Linked DNA regions of Sus scrofa: regions 2 and 3 are each linked to region 1. Evidence: chromatin contacts called from public HiChIP or PLAC-seq and promoter capture Hi-C data. All regions are on one chromosome and are shown on one strand. Each heading gives the region's core, a stretch centred on a gene start, on an enhancer-like site or on the middle of the called end of the contact. The rest is flanking DNA. Distances are from core to core; before and after follow the strand shown.

Region 1 (4,278 bases), core at 1,608-4,107:
GGCATGTGGAAATTCCTGGGCCAGGGACTGAACCTGAGCCACAGCAGCAATCCAAGCCGCTGCAGTGACAACGCCGGATCCTTAACTCACTAGGCTACCAGGGAACTCCCGAGTCTTATAAGTGAAACCCCAAGGGTTATTAAAAGAGGAAACCAAAAGGAAGCTTAGTAAAAACAAAAACCAGAGAGCTTTAGGACATCCTGCTGGTCAAGAATATGAATTAGGACAGCAAACAACCCTTCTGCTGCTCCACCCTCCACTGTCAGTGGCTCCAGCTGGTTAGAAGAGTTACCAAATCGTAAGTGTAAGTGATGGCCTTCTTGTTATCACTCTTAAAAGCAAGACGAAGGGCGTCGTGCAAAATTAGCTCCGCCTCTTCTAGCTCATCTTTCATGATGCACAACTGCAAAGAGAAAACAAAGAAAATAATGTAAAATGACATACCAAGCGAGCAAGTGCAGGTGCTGCCAGACAGAAGTGGGCACAGCTGAATACACAGAAGGAAGCTACTCATTCATCCCGTGTTCCCTTAATTCCTCCTGGGCTCCAGACCCTCGCCAATAACGGTGACTGGGAGGCCAGCCTCCACCGCCACTCTGCGTGGCCATATGACAAAACTGCAGCCCGTAGATGCACACTGCAGGAATGTAAGCAAATTCTTTTTTTTTTTTTTTTTTTGTCTTTTGTCTTTTTGTTGTTGTTGTTGTTGTTGCTATTTCTTGGGCCGCTCCCACAGCATATGGAGGTTCCCAGGCTAAGGGTCGAATCGGAGCTGTAGCCACCGGCCTACGCCAGAGCCACAGCAACGCGGGATCCGAGCCTCGTCTGCAACCTACACCACAGCTCACGGCAACACCGGATCGTTAACCCACTGAGCAAGGGCAGGGACCGAACCCGCAACCTCATGGCTCCTAGTCGGATTCGTTAACCACTGCGCCACGACGGGAACTCCTGTAAGCAAATTCTTATCATATCTTATAAGGAAGCTGCTGGCCCTCCGTCCTCTTTCTCTCTTCCTGAAAGCTGGACGTGACCCTGTAGGACCACTAAGCTTCATTACAACTTGTGACAAAAGCTACAAAGAAAAGCAACAGAAAAGAACATGGAGAGGTTTCCTCGAAATGGGAGTCAGAGAAGCCTTCCAAGGAAGTGGCAGTTAAACTGGCATAAGAAGAAAGAGACAGCATCCAGCAAATAAGGGACTGTGGGGAAAACGACCCAAACACAGAGAAGCACACAAAGGCCGCCCCCCCCCCCCCCCCCCGCTAAAGTAAACGGCTAGGAGGAAAGGAAACATGTGAAAGGAGCGCGATGAGCCAGAGGATTACTGCCAAACACGGAGGCAGTGTGGGGTGGCTCACGAAAGGCCCCACAGGCCACAGCAAGGAGTTTGATTCTGCCCTAAATGCACAGGAGAGGCGTCCCAAGTTTTGGGGGAAGGAAGGGATATGATCTGATTCACATAAAAACAACAAATAAAAAAAAAAGAGGGAGTTCCCCTTGGGGCTCAGCAGGTTAAGAACCCAACTAGTATCCACCAGGGTGAGGGTTCGATCCCTGGCCTTGCTCGGTGGGTTCAGGATCTGGTGTTGCTGTGAGGTGCATTGTAGGACACAGATGCAGTTCAGTTCTGGTGTTGTCATGACTGTAGTAAAAGACCGGCAGCTGCAGCTCCGGTTCGACCCCTAGCCTGGGAACCTCCACATGCTGCCGGTATGGTCCTAAAAAATAAAATAAAATTGAAAAATATAAAAAAAAATTAAAGGAAAAAAACCCACTCTGGCTGCTGCCTGGAGAATGGATGGCAAGGAGGCAGTAGGAGGGAGCAGGCTGCGGCCGTGCGGCTAGGGTGACAGCAGAAGAGAGACACAGAAGGGGACAGGTTTGCCGAATAGTTTGGATTTGATGGCAACATCCTCTAAGGACTTGTGGCTGGACTCTGTACGGGGAGTGATGGTTAGGTATGCCAGGTTCTAAGAATGACTACGAACACGGGGGGATGGCCGTAAAGAGGAGATGGAGAAGCAAGATGTCGGGGAGGCCCTTAAGATCAAAGGTTAGCTTTTGGCAGGTGAAGCCGGCGGCACCCCGCAGCCTGGGAGCGCAAGTGTGCATGACGTCGGCCCCGAGGCGGCGGTCAACGAGCCCAAGGGAAGCGGTGCGGAAACCCGGGAGAGGATGCCAGAGAGGACTGTCTGGGAATAAGAGAACTAAATCGCGCATAACCCACACCGAGGCGCATTTTCCTCCCTGCCCGCCCTTCCAGCTCCAAACGTCCCGCTAACTCCGTCTGGATAGACAGCTCCGCCCGCGCTGCACCAGCACCTGCACCTGTGGCCCGGCGCCCCGAGCCGGCTGCGGCGTCTGACAGGCACCCCCAGGACGGGGGGCCTCCCGCCTCCTCACCCGCCCCGGTGACCGGGGGCCCCGCCGCCGCCGCCGCCGCCTCACCTTGGCTCGCTTCAGCAGCTGGATGATCTCGGCCTCCGCCTCGGCCGCCGCGTCCTCGGCCGCTGCTTCGCCCTCGCCCCGCCGCTCTCGCTCTCGCTCCCGCTCCGCCGCGGCGGGCCTCGAGGACCAGGCGAGCGCTGCGGGAAGGGGCTCTGAAGTCACCGCGCCCGGCCCGCGCCCGGCCCCCGCCCGGCCCACGCCCCTCACCTGCCAACAGCGGCAGCAGCCCCGGACCCCGGCCGCGCGGCACCCCTAGGCGCGGCGGCACGTCCACCCGACTCCGCACCGGCCCCGGCGGCAGGCGCGCCGGGCGACCCCCGCGCTGCCGCCCAGCCGCCCGCAGGAGGCCGCGCGCCAGGCCCACGCCCAGGAGCCGGTACATGGCTGCGCCGCGTCCTCTGCGCACTGCGGCCCAAGGCCCCGGAAGTCCCGCCCCCGCGTCGAGCGCTCGTCGGATTGGCCCCGACGCCCGCGTGCGCCGGGACGCACGCTGACGTCCCCGCGCTCGCCCCGCCCCCGGCTGGTGCGGAAGCGGCGATGGCGGTGGCAGCGGGGGTTCCTACGCTGCCCGCTGTGGTGGAAGAGCTGCTGAGCGAGATGGCGGCGGCGGTGCGGGACGGCGCACCGAGTAGGGCTGGGCTGGGCTGGGCTGGGCTGGGCTGGGCGGGCGGCAAGGGTCCGGGGGCGGGGGGCCGGTCGAGGGGTCCGGGGCCGGAGTCCCCGGGAGGGAGGTTCCGGCCTGTTCGCCTCCACTGCAGCCCTTTTAAGAGTCCAGACTCGCTGAAATTAATCCTCGCATACACCTTGTTCAGCGAATAAATATTTTAGGGCTGCGAACCCGTGTGCGGACGCAGTGACTGGAGAACAGCTGGGCACTGTGACCGTGCCTTCGTTCTCTGACCAGCAGAGGATGCTCTGTGACCAGGCTCCCGGGCGCCCGGCCGACCTCGGCGGCGTCCGCGTGCTCACACCTGTATGAGAGCATCCTGCCCAAAGTGACCGCAGTGCATCGCCGCCGTCGGGCTGCTCAGCCAACGTCTCAGTGGCCTCAGAACTGCCCCTGCTTGTTCACTTGCATGGCTTTTGTTTGAAAAGGGCTGCACTTTGAAAAGTGTTTGTTACTGTTGTTAAAGAATTGAGAAAAGGAAGCCAACTTTTGCTTTCTCGTTTAAAGTAAACTTTCTCGTTAAAACTAAAGCAGCGGATAGGCTTCAGCGATTAGGGCAGCCAGGTGTTCAAACACTTTCTGATCCGCAGAAGGATGGGGGAAAGCCAATCCGTTGTCAGCTCAAACGCTGCCTGCCAGAAATGGGCTCTATCGCAATGGATTCATCTGTGCACTTGCGAGGGTCTTGAAGGGGGCACGGTGGGTGCCCTGATGCTCGTGACTCAGAGGGACCACCACCACTGATTCATGTTCTTTTTCAGCAGAGTCGTTTTCTGCTATTCAAAAACTTGTGTTTTAGACTAGTTTCCTGACCCCCGTCCTGTAATGATCATTTCTGTAGATCAGTAGCCTGAGTTTACACATGTCTGATGATGGAAAAAATCTAGCTACCGCTGAGTCATGGACAAAGCTATGATTACTTTTTCTTTCTTGTAACTTTCTGCTTTCTCTGGAATTAAAACTGTGTTTGTTTGCTTGTTTACTTTTCTATGCCTTTTTCCCTCACTCAATATACCAGCGTTCTAAATATCTACTCAAGCTGTTAGGATGAATAAAATGTCTTAGCAACTTCCTTTTCCTGTAGAAGTCACCCCCAGAGCTTCCTGGGGCACACTCATATGGAGTGGCCTCTCTCCTGACCGCCCTTTGCCATCATCTAA
Region 2 (4,787 bases), core at 2,264-4,763, 290 kb after region 1:
CCAAGCAAGAGGACAGAATTGAAGTCCAAAACCTTCCAGCTACAAAACATCTTTTTAAAATGTTGGGAAAAAATAGATAAATAACTTTGGAATCAATGGATTAGAGAAACCTGGTGGACCTAAATTCAAGAATGTGGGCAAAATAAAGGCATGTCCAGATATTACAGGAACAGAAAACGTACGAACAGTAACAGAACTTCTAAAGAATGGACTTCAGGGAGGAGGAAAGTAAGGAGCATCTGGAACCAGGAAAGAAGAATTAAGACGATGCCAATGGGGGGCCCGACTATGCTGTTGGTGGGAATGTAAATTGGTGCAGCCCCTGTGGAAAACAGTAGGGAGACTCCTCAGAAAAAAAAAAATAAAATTAGCATTTGATCCAGCAGTCCCACGCCTGGGCATCTATCCAGAGAAAACCATGACTCGAAAAGATCCATGCACTCCAATGTTCACTGCAACACTATATACAACAGCCAAGACATGGAAACTACCTGAATACCCACCGACAGAGGGGTGGATCAAGAAGATGTGATACACAGACACAATGGAATATTACTCAGCCATTAAAAGGAACGAAATACTGGCATTTGCAGCCACATGGATGGACCTAGAAATGATCATGCGAAGTGAAGTCGGTCAGACAGGGAGACACCAACATCATGTGCTCTCACTTCCATGTGGAATCTGAAAAAAGGACACAATGAACTTCTTTGCAGAACAGATCCTGAGTCACAGACTTTGCAAAACCTGTGGTTTCCAAAGGAGACGGGTTGGGGTTGGAGGATGGGCTGGGGGCGTGGGATGGACATGCTGTAAAATTGGGTTGTGATGGTCATTGTACAACTATAAATGCAGTAAAATTAATTGAGTTAAAAAATAACAAATGTTTAAAGAGACAATGTAAGTGGGTAGAAAAAATCTAATAAATATTGACCTAGAAAATGATAATAATAACAGCCACAGCAATAAGATCGAATTTGAAGGGTTAGAGTATAAAACAGAGCTAAGGGCAAAGGAGAGGTGACAGGAATTGGCAGTCCTTGCCTTGATGAGGAGAAAGACTGAGTGAGCCCATAAATGATCGAATCTTTCCATTCAGAAGGCTGGCACTTGACTAAAAGAAACTCATATTGAGTAGAAAGAAAAGGAACAGAAATAAGTGCCATAGAAAAACTAAAATCAATAGAATTAAGCAATAAATCCAATGGTTCTTTGAAAAGACAAATAAAATCAGCAAGCAAGCATTAATCAAGCCTAACCAGTCAAAAAAGAAAAGGCACACACACACACACACACACACATGCACACACAAGTACAAACAAGGAAGAGAGAACACCAAAGATGTGGAGGTCGATTTTTCCTGCAACAGAATACTAGTTACAACATTACACTAACATATATTAAATTTCAGTAATGTTAATGATTTTCTAGGAATATATAAAGTGTGAGATTGACTTTAAAGAGATAGAAAACCTGAGAAAAGTCAACAATTGTGGGAAAAAAACAGACAGTTAATTACTGATACCTCCAAAAGCACCCCAAACCAAAACAAAACCACCAGCAGCCCAGTCTGTAGTCAGGTTCTGCCACACTTCAAGGAACAGATCATTCTTCTGTTCCAGAGCATAGAAAATGATGGCAGGTCTCCCCACTTCATCAGGGAGGGCAGCATAGCCTTGAATATGAGCTCAGGCAAAATGCGAGGAGGGTGGAACAAATAGAGGCCAAGCTCACTTATAAACACAGACGCCCAAATCCTACATAAAAAACGTTCGCTAATTGAATCTATCAAACAACCCAAATGTGCACTTTAAATTATCCTAGGATTTTAGAGTCAGAGAAGCTAGCAGTATAATCACCTCCGTTAACAAGATTAAGGAAAAAAACTACACGGTCCCGTCAACACGGTCCTTTAAAAACGCACTTGGGGGAGAGGGGCTCAACAAAATGGAAACGTAATCTGATAAAGAAGATACTTAGTGAGGATACACGGGAGCATCCCCCTAAAAGCAAGTCCAAGACTATTTAACCTTAATAATCAACACTGCCGGAGTTCCCGTCCTGGCGCAGTGGTTAACGAATCGGACTAGGAACCATGAGGTTGCGGGTTCGGTCCCTGCCCTTGCTCAGTGGGTTAACGATCCGGCCTTGCAGTGAGCTGTGGTGTAGGTTGCAGACGCGGCTCGGACCCCGCGTTGCTGTGGCTCTGGCGTAGGCTGGTGGCTACAGCTCCGATTCGACCCCTAGCCTGGGAACCTCCATATGCCGCGGGAGCGGCCCAAAGAAATAGCAAAGACAAAAACAAACAAACAAACAAAAAAAAAACACTGCCGATCGAAGATGAGAAAGTGCAAAGGTTAGAGCATCTGCTGTTTCTTAACAGAAGAGAAAACTGTCTACGGACAACAGACACACAAAACAACGGGAACCCTATTAAAACGTATAGAGCTCAATCTGGAGGCTTCAGATCTAGTTTTGGGCACCAAATTGCACTTGCTTATTTTGAGAGTTGATCCTGTGAAACTATTTTCTGTAAAGGAAGGCATCAGGATTGACAGGCTTTGCTCCCCCCTACCCCACCCCCCGGTTCCCCATCTTAAGTAAAACGACAGCTTGTTTGAAACTAGATAACAAAATTCTTCTGAAACCAAAATTCGCTCCCGAGGACTGAGTTGTGACGACTCAATGGCACTTTTATCTGCTGCCTGCAGCGACCGCAGTTGCTCAAGGATAAGCATGTCAAGCAGCCCGAAAAATTCTGCCGATAGAGGGCAAGGGAGAGCAGCTTCCCCGGAACGCGTTTTTCTAACCGTACACCGCTTATTATATAAACTTACCTGCTGGCAAATGCAGAGCGCACAAAAGAAAAATAAGATATGCAGGCTCCAACTTGCTTAAAAAAAAAAAAAAAAGGCATAAAAAACTCACTGTGCTCCCAGGATGCGCAGGGAGGAGGCGTCCCCGCGGCGTTCCTGACCGGCGGCGCATCCCGGGCCATCGGGCATCCAAACGGCGCCAGGGCTCCAGGTGCGCCGCGCAGCCCCCTCCCCCAGCGCAACGGCGCCCACGGCCCCGCAAAGCCCGGATCCCACCGGCCACGCGGGCCCCGCCACGCAGCACCCCGGACAGCTCCAGCGGGGCCGCCGGGACCTGGCCAGGGGTCCGCAGGTCCGGGCCCGGGGCCGCAGCACCGGCCGCCGTCTTGCGCGACGGACAACCTCGGCCCGGGAGGGAGGCCGGCCACCTGCCGCGCCACCTGCGACACGGGTCCCGCCGCCCGGACTGGGCGGGCAGGACGCCGCCCCTGTGAGGGGCAGCCCGGCGCCCCGCACCCGGACCCCGCGTCCGGAACCTGGATCCGCACCCCGGACCTGGACCCGCACCCTGCAAAGACGACACGGCCGAGGCGCGAGAACCCCGCAGCTGGCGCGGCCCCTACTCACCGGCCCGCTCGGCTCCGCAGCCCGCAGCCCGCAGCCGCCGCGGCTCCCGCGCTCCCTCGCGGACTCCCCGAGGGGCTCCGGACGCCGAGCGCCGCCCCGAGGCGCCTGCAGGGGGCGCGCGCGCGCGCCGCGCGGGGCAGCCTGGGAGATGTGGTCCCGCGGTTCTGCGTCGCCAGCCGCCCACGGGTACCTGCGCAGCTCCGCGTGATACCCGGACCGCAGAGCTCGGTACCCGGGCGGCCCAGCATGGTACCCGACCAGCAGCTTCAGCGCCGCCTGGGGACCTGGTGGGAACGCAAACGCTCCCTCCCACCGAAGCTACGCAGGGTTTGCTGTATTGAGAACTGCATTTTGCACGCCCTTCCCGTGCGTCTGAGGTTCCCTCAAGTTTGAGAACCGCTGTACACCTCCCCCCATCTCAGCTGTGGCATCGGTTACACGCACATGGTCACACACCTGTCTTCTCCCGGGTGCGCTGCCGGCCCACACCTCCTCCCTCGCTCCAGCCCTCATGGCTCAGTGTCCACCCAGCATCTCCTCTAGGATGCCTCTGAGACACTCAGCCTCAACAGGATCAACACCAAACTCGGGATCCTCTCTGCCCTCCTCTGGTTCTGCTCCAGTGCGCCCGGTGTCCACTGCATGTATCACCCGGGAAGTCACTTAAGACCTTGGTGGGAGCTTGCAGGGTCGGCAGGACAGACTCATCCTTGGCCGAGGGAAGGAGGATGGGACGGAGGGAGGAAGGGCACAGGGAGGTACCAACCCCTCAGGACGTGAGGGGAGGGGAAGGACAGGTGCTGGTTACCGGGCTCCCTGGCAGCTGCTGAGGGAGGGTTGTTTAAAGACGCTTAAGTACTTATGAAAAGAACCCAGTTGAGAAGGCGGGGCAGACTACACAGGAGAGAAAAAGGCATCTCACACCCGGTGACTCCTGAAAAGCTGTATATGTGGGAGGGGGCAGGGGAAACCCCAGGCACACGTGGAGGGATGAGGCGGAACTAGAGGTTCCTGGGGGCCACTTGCCCCACCCCCACCCAGGAGGACTTGGCCGTGTCTGGACACAATGCGGTCGTCACACTTGGGGTGCCACCGCCATCTAGTGGGTGGAGGCCAGAGGTGCAATCACGGGCCGGGGCCCCCAACAAAGAAGCATCCCGCAGACTGGAGGTTTTGATGGAGTCAGAGATTCACTTATCTTATTGGAATAATTGAAAAGCCAAGCTGGAGAGGAGCTTGCGGTTAGAGAAGAGGATGGTCAGGTGAGGATGTGGGATGGACGTGGGGGGAGCAGAGGCAGGGTCACTGAGTGCCTTTATATCCATTGTGCAGACGGTGGGGGAG
Region 3 (4,700 bases), core at 925-3,424, 310 kb after region 1:
CAGGCGGCATCTGCCTTGCTACAGGTCCCTCATCCCCTTCTGCTGGCCCAATAGACGCCCCAAGCGGGAACGTGGGATAAAAGGGTATTTGCAGCAGGTGGAGGAAGTGGTATAAGCAAATGGCTTCAGAGTCAGACTCACCCTGCCTGGAATCCTGTCTCTACCCGCTTCTAGCCTTGCGATCCCGACTACATTGCCCTGAGCCTCCGGGTCATCCCATGTGAATGGGAATAATGAGGGCAGCCACCTCACAGGGGCTTCTGTGCGGGGGAAGCAAAAGATTGTGAGAGGTTATGATTATAAATCACTCAGTCCTTGAGAGCAGGTGAGAAGGGCTTACTAAATGATGACAGCTATTATTAGCTGACTGGGACGCATTCCGCTGTCTCAGGAATACAGGCACCTGCAGAATTTCTGCGCGGCGGGGAGAGGTCACCCTGGAAGACCCCGCAGGACCCTTTTCCGTCGCTTCTCCGCGGAGTTAGAAAGAGGAAGGAGATTCCGAGAGGCCGCAGCGCTCCCCGCACACCCCTGGGCGCTGCTTCTGTCCCGGAGATATTCGGGGCATTTCTTGCTCCTCTGTTCCATCCATCCCAACCAACGAACCAGTCAACAAATACGAAACACCCCCCCGCCAAGGGGTTTTGGACTCCTCAAGGGGAGGAGAGGGGGCGGCACACGTTTTTGCTTGGGGTGCAGCCGCCCTGTGCTCAGGCTCCCGGCTGGATGCCTCGGACCCCTTACACCGATCCAGCGGGGAGCCTACCGAGGCCCATCCCAGCCCCGCTCGTCCTTGACGTCATCCAGTCTCCCTTTCCGGGGAGAGGGGACAGGATCCAGGGTTTTACCCGCCGGGCCGCAGAGGGGTCCCCCTGAGCCAGGCTGGTGTGGACGAACTTCTCACACAGGGGCGCCGCTCCCACCCTCTGCAGCCTCGGCTGCGGCGGGAGGACACGGTCGGACAGACATCCACTCTCAGAACCTGCTCAGGTCGAGGACAGCCTCGGGCGTCCAGAGGCACGGCCAGTCTCTTGCTCCCGCCCGGACACTCTCCCCAAGAGGCATGCCCTTGGCTCTGGAGACAGCTCCCCAGCTCTGAGACCTAGCCCTCACCCCCAGTTAGGCTGTGAGCTTGGGGAGGTTATTTTACCGTGCCTGGCTCCTCCTACACTAAGGTAACTCCAAGGACCACCATCAACCTGCAGGGGCCGGCGCAGTACCTGCGTGTAGTACTTTCAACACGTATCAGCTGTGACTACCTTACATGCCCCGAACCCAGACACAGCTATTAACCTGCTATGATTGCATGGGTGAGAAGACCCTGCGTGCTGGTTATAGTCTCGACTGCAGACTCAACACCGACACGCTGAATAATTTTGGCCCAGGTGCCTCTTCTCTCCGGACCTCACCTGGCCTGCTTCATTGATGTGAAGGACCCATGTATCGATTTGCTACGACCTCCAGGCTCTTCCTCCGCTGGAGCACCCGGCTGCAGGGATTGCCCAGCCCTGGGGTGAAGGGTCCGCCACTCTGCTTTGGGGTAGAGGGAGGTCAGAAGGTTCAGAGGAAAATGGCATTTGAACAAGGCTCGCAGGATGACCCGCCGGAGTCCCCCTGATAACTACTGGCGAGGCTTTCATGCCGCTGAGCGTTCTCAGGGCTCGTGTCCTGAAATAAGCCCACTCTCCCTTCCAAGGCCGAGGTGGCGGGAAAGCAAGGAGGTGGGTGCCACCGAGTCCGCTTGCCGAGTCACCCCCCCCCCCTGCTGGGGGCACGGCGTGCGATCGCCGTGGCCGTGGGTGCCCGGGCCACTCTTGGCCGGGGCAGGGGCACCGCCTGGGCGCCTCTGGCTGGGCTGGGGCCGCGGGGCCCGCGCCGGGCGCAGGGCGCGCGCGCGCGTCACGTGGGCGGCGCGGGCGCGCGCCCCACCGCGGGCGGGGGCGGGGCCAGCGCGCGGCCTCCCGTGAAGCCCCGCGCGGGGAAGGACCGGAACTCGGGGCGGGCGGCTTGTTGATAATATGGCGGCGGGAGCTGCCCGGGCGTCTGGAGGAGGCGGCGGGGCCCACACCCGGAAGAAGCGGCTCCTGTCGGGCTAGTGCGGCAGCCGCTGCGCACCCGGAAGTCCGGGCCGGTTGCTGAATGAGGGGAGCCGGGCCCTCCCCGCGCCAGTCCCCCCGCGCCCTCCGCCCCGACCCGGGCCCCGCCATGTCCTTCTTCCGGCGGAAAGGTAGCGAGGGGCGCGGGCGGCGGGGGCCGGGCCTAGGGCGGCGGGCGGCGGGCGGCGGCGCCGGGTCCTCGGGCGGCGGCGAGGCCGGGCGCTGCGGGCGGCGCGGCCGGAGCGGGCCTCCGTGCGGGCGGCCGGACGGCCGTCGCCTCCCCGGCCCCCGAGCGCTGCCCGGCCCCGCGCGCCGCGCTGCCTCGTGCGGACCGAGAGCGTTTCGGGTCGTGCGCGCGCGTCCGTGCGCGAGGAGAAGGAAATTCCTTCAGCCCCGGGTTGCGGAAGTCTCAGACTTTTCGGACCTCGGAGGGGCTTACGTCTCAAAGCAACACGTGAAAAAACTGCCTGCTGCAACTAGTGCTCTTTTCCAGTTTCTCCTTTGCGGGGGAGGGGAGTCTGCTGTTCCCAGAACGGCGTTGCTTACACCTGAAACTTCCCTAATGAAGGCTCCTTCTTTTGATGACTTAGCAAGTTTACGAAGTTTACTGGAACCCTGACTTTACACACAGATTACTTACGTTTCTGATTTTCTGCCCAGTGTTAAAGTAGAGGCCGCTTGGTTTTGAGCCTGCGCAGGGTTGTTGGCCTTTCGTTAAGGATTCGTATCCAGAGGGAACAGGTGTGGGTCTTTGGGGACCATAGTGGTTCCTGCATGGATTCCTCTTTCTTCAGAGAAAATTTGCCAGAGGAAAATGGGTTTGGGGGAAAGTACCAAGTCAGATGACAGCTCTGCTCCTAACTCTGTCACCTGGGACAGAAAAATGTCAACCCACTTTCCTCTCTCAGCTGAGCATTAGGCGATTCCCAAAGGCCCCGTTCAACTCTATAAATTAAAGAATTCCTTTTTAAGCACACACACTTTTAGTAACTGATGCCATGTGATGAGTGAATGAAAACAGATGTGAATGAATGAAACCAGCAAAATGGTACAAGGGAGCTTTATTGGTGAGGTATCTTGGTGTACTTAGCTCTCTGGTTTGTTTGACAGTGTGAAGATGGTTCGTGGGGGGTTATTTTTTAAATGGGAAAGGAAGGCGTTCTGTGTATAATGAGGCAAATTGTATGTTGTACAATAGACTCTTGTCTCTCTTTATTCAGTAAATACTTTGGAATGTCTCCTGTTTGCCAGGCACTGTGCTGGGCCCTCAGTGTTGGGCCCTGAACGAGACCAAGTCCCTGTATCCATGGAGCTCGCTCTCTGAAGGTTTAGACGACAATAAATCCCCCCTCCCGCCCCCATTTACAAATGGAGTAAAGTGTTATGAAAAAGAGAATTTGAGAAGAGACGTATTTCCCTTTGATATTATTAGTCAAAGGCCTCAGCAGGCGACCTTGACACTTAGAGCTGAGGGAACGGCAGGAGTGACTCCAGGTGCAGAGAATGGCACGTGCAAAGGTGGGGCGGCAAGAGTTTGGTGCCCTTCAAGAAAGAAAAGCAGCCCCAGTGACTCGGGCTTAGGGAGGTAGACAAGGATCAGGTGCTTCAGAGCTTTGTAGGTCATAGTTCGGTTTTATTTCAAGGGCAGAGGCAATATTGCTTTTAAAATTTTGAAAAGGAATGATTTTATGTTTTAAAAAGATGCTTCTGGATGCTTTTTGGAGACTAGATGTGGCAGGAATAGAAACTGGAGATGGTCCTATTTAGGGCTCCCCTCCAGTCTCTAAATACCGTCTTGAAATACCACCTGTCTGCTGATGACTCCCAGGCTTACATCTCCAGCTTGGCTGCTCTTCCCTGAATCCAGACTCTACCCAGCGTTGGGTCCACTTTTGACCTGTGTCTAACAGATGTCTAATAGGTAGACTAAGAGATAAGTCTTTAGCTTACTGCATCTGACATTTAATTTTAGTCCTCCTAAGCCTGTTCCTCAGTTTTTCTCATCTCAGTCAATTGTATTCCTGGCCTTTTAATTGCTCAGGCCAAAACTCCAGTGCCTTCTTGAGCCCTGTTTTTCGCTTCTACATCTGATCCGTCAGCACACCTGTTAGGTCTACCCCAGAACATATCTAGGTCCAGCCACTTCTCACCATCCCCGACGCTGAGGTCCTGGTCTTGGCGGTCGTCCCTGTTTAGGTTGGGTGGTGAAGGGTACCCTCTGAGGGGGTGGCATTCATATCTCAGCCTGAATGGGAAGAGGAAGCCAGATTTCTGAAGATGGAGGAAGCAGTATTTTGCCATAGGCTTCAGTTTGGTTTCCCCTCTTCCATTCTTGACCCCTCGGGTGTATTTTGCCGCACCTCTGGCAGATTCCTCCTGGGCTTCCTGTCCGTGGCCTCAGTCAGCTCGGCCCCGTGTTCATCTCCTGCTCTCTTTCTCCGCCACGCTTGCATTTTTACTGACCTTGTTGTCAAGTCATTCTCACCTCAGGGCCTTTGCACTTGTTCTCTGCCTGGAAACCTCTTCCCCCAGATGCACACCTGCTTTATTCTCCCATCTCCTTCAGGTTTTTGATTATTTGACATCTTTGTGAAGCTTTCTCTG

What was found. Promoter capture Hi-C pulls out the DNA fragments that hold promoters and counts their contacts. HiChIP or PLAC-seq counts read pairs in DNA pulled down with a chosen protein or histone mark.
Region 2: a contact with region 1 is called in an H3K27ac HiChIP or PLAC-seq map of alveolar macrophages. The contact joins the promoter of SPECC1 here to the promoter of TTC19 in region 1. A contact is called at or near these places in 1 of 5 promoter capture datasets (liver), 10 of 47 Hi-C or Micro-C datasets (alveolar macrophages, blood, embryonic fibroblasts and 7 more) and 1 of 2 datasets of contacts at active chromatin or transcription factors (alveolar macrophages).
Region 3: a contact with region 1 is called in a promoter capture Hi-C map of fetal skeletal muscle, with 5 times the contacts expected there. The contact joins the promoter of AKAP10 here to the promoter of TTC19 in region 1. A contact is called at or near these places in 2 of 5 promoter capture datasets (fetal liver and fetal skeletal muscle) and 1 of 2 datasets of contacts at active chromatin or transcription factors (alveolar macrophages).

What each region holds. Positions count from the first base shown.
Region 1 is chr12:59,415,964-59,420,241 of Sscrofa11.1, forward strand. It overlaps TTC19 (tetratricopeptide repeat protein 19, mitochondrial), which reads right to left and starts at 2,858. Exons shown (of 10, transcript XM_021066288.1): 1 at 2,659-2,858; 2 at 2,452-2,588; 3 at 293-403. The coding sequence starts at 2,833. ZSWIM7 (zinc finger SWIM domain-containing protein 7) reads left to right here and starts at 2,942. Exons shown (of 5, transcript XM_021066289.1): 1 at 2,942-3,079. The coding sequence starts at 2,989.
Region 2 is chr12:59,702,089-59,706,875 of Sscrofa11.1, forward strand. It overlaps SPECC1 (cytospin-B), which reads right to left and starts at 3,514. Exons shown (of 15, transcript XM_021066294.1): 1 at 3,444-3,514.
Region 3 is chr12:59,730,143-59,734,842 of Sscrofa11.1, forward strand. AKAP10 (A-kinase anchoring protein 10) reads left to right here and starts at 2,175. Exons shown (of 14, transcript NM_214138.1): 1 at 2,175-2,227. The coding sequence starts at 2,206.